2 separate regions of the Gossypium hirsutum genome follow, and region 2 is linked to region 1. Evidence: chromatin contacts called from public Hi-C data. All regions are on one chromosome and are shown on one strand. Each heading gives the region's core, a stretch centred on a gene start, on an enhancer-like site or on the middle of the called end of the contact. The rest is flanking DNA. Distances are from core to core; before and after follow the strand shown. Region 1 holds the start of LOC121212611 (probable 2-oxoglutarate-dependent dioxygenase AOP1). Region 2 has its middle 3.2 kb from the start of LOC107943461.

Region 1 (2,769 bases), core at 70-2,569:
TTTTATCCAAGACTAAATCAAACTCGGCACTTGCGAACAATACCATGGGACAAGGCCTCCCCCACCCCCACCCAACAAAAGAAAAAGGCAAAAATTCATTTAACTTAATTCTAACTCTTATGTTTTATTCACATACATTATTTATGTTAAATTTTAAAAAAAATAAATAACAAATATTAATCGTATATATATACCTTGAGAGGATCTCCAACCACAAATACAAAGGAAGAAGGAGATAAATTAGTCAGCTTGATCCATTGACCATCATTGACCTCAATTTCCAGCCCTGAAATTTGATCCTCACAAATGAGTGTGCTTACTGGTTTATCAGTATGAGCAAAGAGTCCTCTCTCATACTCCCCTGGCGGAGGGGCCATATATTTCATCATCCGCACTAACGTTGTGTAGTTCATCTTCAATGAGTCATCCCCTAATCCATAACTATCAATTAACATTAACCAAATTAACTTGTTCAAATCCTCCATTTGCGTCGCTAGGGTATGAATAGTGTCACTGAAAATAAAATATCAAAATAAAAAAGTCAATAATTCAAACTCACTCAACTCGAACCAGAAATGATTCGAGAACAACCCAACCCACAGAATTAGAAAGGTAAAAGGATTTTTCTTACGAAAAGTGTGGGTGACCATTAGGCCACATAAGTTGAGCAAAACTTTTAACAGAGTCATAGTTGGAGGCATCTCCAACTCCAAAGCCTTCATACAACACAGAAACCTGCTTGCAAGGTCCAACCCAACCATGGTAAGGCATGGGACTATTATTCTTCTGCTTCGTCTCCACTGGGAGCTCAACCATTTCTTTCATCAACCCAAACGCATCCTCTCGAAGTTTCGTGGATACCTTTTCGTATACCACCTCGAAACAACCGAAAGTCTCACAAGCCCGTTGAACCCTCTTGCACAAACGGTTCCACCCTTCGGTTCCTCGCTTCAAATCCGATGAACGGAACTCAATGGCTGGGAACTCAATTTCAGGATTGACACCCGGCATGTTCGTAAATTTTCTTTTATGCTCTAAGGAAATGTTTTCTTAAACTAAATCAGCTTGTAAACTAACTTGGTTTCTCTTTGGGTTGGGGTTTACGTCTATTTATAGTTTTTTCCCAATGGTAGCGGGCAAAGCGAAATATCCAAGCAAAACGAAGGAGGTGGCTCTGGTCAAAGCAAACTTTATACGCTGCTTAATACATATAAAAAAGGAGATTGAATTCAAGCTTCATGGATTAAAAAAATGGAAATAAAAGGAAATAATACTCGAGTTTTATTTATCTTTTCACATCTAATTTTCATATTTCCACAGTGCGAAAAATAAAGAAATAAGTCCATTCTTTTTTTGTCTACTCAAGAAAACTACATATAGTCAAAGTAAACAAAGCCAGCTAGAAGAAAACAGTTTCATACTTAAAATGACGAAAGAACCACCTGATGGACGTCTACTCTATCCGCTGTCCATTTTTTATATCAAATTCTCGCCCTGCAATGCCATGCTCTGCAAGGCAGGCACCATAGTTTTCAAAATCTTATTCGTGGCTGAGTCAACCAAACCATTAAGTTTTTATTTAATTAGTTGGATTGATTTATCATATTCTATTAAATAAATTATAAAAATTAAAAATATATAAAAAAAAACAGTTTTAATCAATTTACCAATCTTTCGATCCAATTCCTTATATTCAACCTTTACTCTAATTTATGTCTAATTTAATATATTGATTGAATCCAATTTCTCAAAATAATGTAGCATGAAATTGTGATTCCAACTTTTATTTTATTTTATTTACTTATTTGAAATAGAGAATAAATTTAAAACTCTACTTTTTTTAAGAAAATTTAAAACTCTATTTAATATTTAATTAAATGTATAATATAATGATATTGATTTTAAATTTATAAGTTGTCGTAATTTAATTTTTCTAAAACTTGTCGATTGAATTTTAGTTTGATTAATATGTGTATTACTGTCAATGCAAGAGAATATGGGTTTGTTTATGGTTTAAGGAGAGACTATGAATAGTTTTAAAAATTATGTTATAAAAAATAGATATGACCAAACCTATAACGAGATTATTTTTGTCTCATGTGTAGAATTTGCTTTGGGTAATGATAATGTAGATGTTGACTGCTCAGCTCCTTCATTTATAGAAGAAAATAAATATTTGCATTTAAAAGGAAAAACACGAGGGTTCAAATTTATAGATTCAAGACGATGAATCTAGTTTTGGTTTGATGTATAATGTGAAATGTTGATATTTACGTGGTAGTAAATTCCATTTTGGCATGTGGAAAATTTTATTCAACTAAAAACAAATGAATTTCTATATACATTTAAAAGAAATACACATTTTTATCCTTGTACCAGTGTGAAAACAAACTAATTTTGCGTGGAAATCATTTTAATTATTTCCAACAAAACGACATATTTTAAATTTCTGTGGAAATAATTTTAAGGGTTGTATGTTTAAAAAGTCTTTAAGAAATTGCAAAAAAAAAAAAATCAGTTAAGCTTGTGTATTAAATCTGTACTTAATTAAGCTCCTTCTATTAATTAAAATAATCAATTAAGTTCGCCGTCAACAGTTTTTGTTATTAACTACGTTGAGTGTTACAATAAATTGATGAATCAATCAAATAGTAACACGCGGTAGTTCATACTTTAATCTAATTTTTTTCATAAAAATAGTCAAAACTCATTAGAAAATTATAAATATATATATAAGTCAGAAAAAAATTATCAAAAAAATATAAGAAT
Region 2 (2,769 bases), core at 95-2,594, 180 kb after region 1:
AGTTCATACCATAGTGCAACGTCGATTTTAGTTTTCTTTTACTTTTATTTGTTTTATCTAGAAATATTTTCATTCATGTCTTTAAATTAATTCCAATAAATAAGGCAACGTGTCGATTTAACATTAAGTCATTGATTTCATCTCTATGTTGGGTGAAATTCATCGGCTCGTGTTAAAAACGGAACACCCTTCTAAAAAAACCGAAAACTAAAAAATTCTCATTTTTCAATTAGATCACGATTAAATGTTAAAGTGAATTCGTATTTTTGAGAATTAAGACAACGCGTGTTTTACAAGATACCAATTTTGGGCGTCGCGGGGGTGCTAATACCTTCCTCGCGCGTAACCGACTCCCGAACCCTACTTTACTCTGATTTTCACGTAGACCCAAATTTGGCCTTCATTTTTGTTCGAGAATAAATTTTATTTTAAAAAAGATGATTTATTAGGTGTCCGATCACACCTAGAAAAAAGATCGGTGGCGACTCCCTTTTTTAATAAAATCGAAAATCAGTTTTCAAATAATCGCCTCAACCAGCGACCCAAACCAAAAAAATTTTACGTCGAACAACTGGTTTCCAGCAGCTTCCAGCACCGCTGCTACCTCCGTGCCAGCCCCACGTGCGTGTCCTTCACACCTCATCCCACGTGCGTCATCACCTCCAACTGGCTCCTTACCTACAAAAATAGAATAACAGCACTAATAATCACAGCCAAAGGAGAGCAAAATATAGCAGAAACATCTAGAGGAAATTATTTTCTATTTTCTATTTATTTTATTTCTTCTTATTCGGTTATAAAAGGCTAAATATGCTTACTGTAAAAAGGGATATAGATACGAAAATCGATACCAAAAGTTTAAATAAAAAACAGTTTTTAGGAGGTAATTGGAAATTTCATTTTTCTTTTCATTTTACTTTTATCCCTTTGATTTTTGTTATTATATGAGTAAAAAAAACAAAAATAAAAGAGAGGAGGATACTTATCTTGATAAAGGCCTTTGAATCCTCGTTTGCTTTGAAAAAATCAAAGCTCAAATAAGGATTGTGAGGTTTAAGAATGGCAAAACTCTCAAATTCATAGTCGAACAGAGTCGATTAGGCCTTCGTTCGACGCCATCCGCTGATTACAGAGGAAAAGTGGTGGTTGAGTGAGAATTTTGGTTCGGCCGAATGAATAGGGAGAGGTTTTAGTTTTTTTCTCTGCATTCTGATTTTATTAAAATGGGAAAATGTTTGATTTAAGGGTTTTTAGGCTTGATTTTGTACAGAATATGAAACGGTGCCATTTGGAGCAAGAGGATCCTCGCGTTGACCCGTTTCATGGCCCGGATCCGTGCCTCTTTAACTTAAATGGTTAATTTTCGTGATTGGTCCCTTCCTTTCTCATTAGCGTGCGATCAGGCCTGCTTCAGATTTCTTTGTTTTTTAATTTTTCCCCAGAATTTGTGCGCCAATTCAACTGGATCCGCGCTTAAACGTTGCATTTTGATATTTGGATCATTTACATTTTCAATCCTCACACATTCACGCGCATTGCGTTTTGATCCTTATATTTGTTTTAATGATCTATTTTATTTATTAATTATCCCTTCTAATTTGATTTTATTTCAATTAAGTTTTATTTCAATTTGTATATTTCATTATTTTTTAAAATTCATTTTAGCATTTATCTTTTTTTTTATACATTTTGAATTACCTTGATAAGTTTACTTTGTTTTTTTATTTTTTAAAATTATTATTTTTTAAATTCCTTTTTATATCATATCATTTTAACATTTTGTATAACATTTCTTATAATATCATTTTAAATTCCTTTTTTTTGAATTACAGGACATGTCTCAGAGGACGGTGTAGTAACATCGGTGAAGTTAGATCTTATCTCCCTGAAGTTGCAGCGGAATAGATCGAAGATTACAAACCTTATCTCCCTAAAGTTACAGTGGAACAGGTTGAAGTGACAGGTCTTATCTCCCTGAATTTGCAGTGGAGCAGACCAAAGATGGCGAATCTTATCTCCATGTATCGGCAATGGAGCAGATTTAAGCTACAAGATAGACAAAGATGGACAAAACTTTGTTCTTTTCACCACTTTTTCTTTTAATAAAATTTCATATTTCATCCATTTAATTCTTTAATACAAAAGACATGAAATGCCCATCATGGAACATTTACCTAACACATTATCATGGAACATTTACCTAACCCATTATCATGAAACATTTACCTAACCCATTATCAATTTGTATCAATTTGTACCATAAATTATGGATATCAAGTGCACATTTTGTCTACAATAACATGATGGTTGGCCACTTCATGTAAAATGGGAGGTTTGTCATGCAAATCCTCCTATTTTGCACTCCTATTTATTTGGCCACTTCAATTTAGCCTATAGCATTTTCAAACATTTTCACATAGGTCCTATTTCATAATTTCACCCCCTTTTTCTTATGGAACAAAAATTAACTAAAATTGCCGGGTTCTATCTTAAGCTTGGGCCTTCTAGAGGCCCACTAACATAATTAAACCTATGCCAACATTCTCAGAATTCCCGAAAATTAGGGCGTTACATTTTTTCCTAAGATTATATCTTATTATGTATTTTTACTATCCTTTCTTATTTTATATATTATTTAAATTCTCTTTTATTGTGTGTATATTGTCAATTTTAAACAAATGTTTTTAACACGTTGCATATTATTTGATTCAAATGTCTTCATTCTATAATATTCATTTTAATGATTGTATATATATCCCTAGTTTTTTA

Evidence for each region. A called contact is a pair of places that touch in the nucleus more often than the background predicts.
Region 2: a contact with region 1 is called in a Hi-C map of leaf, with 4 times the contacts expected there. The contact joins the enhancer-like site here to the promoter of LOC121212611 in region 1. A contact is called at or near these places in 4 of 34 Hi-C or Micro-C datasets (callus and leaf).

Annotation. Positions count from the first base shown.
Region 1 is chrA13:108,510,117-108,512,885 of Gossypium_hirsutum_v2.1, forward strand. It overlaps LOC121212611 (probable 2-oxoglutarate-dependent dioxygenase AOP1), which reads right to left and starts at 1,320. Exons shown (of 3, transcript XM_041085719.1): 1 at 632-1,320; 2 at 195-513. The coding sequence starts at 1,011.
Region 2 is chrA13:108,691,872-108,694,640 of Gossypium_hirsutum_v2.1, forward strand. No RefSeq gene overlaps it. Among protein-coding and RNA genes, the nearest start is that of LOC107943461, 3.2 kb to the left of the region's middle. Within about 2 kb of position 1,345, at least 3 of the 9 cell types and tissues checked have an H3K27ac peak or open chromatin away from gene starts, as enhancers often do. A contact at or near this core is called in leaf, where this site is marked.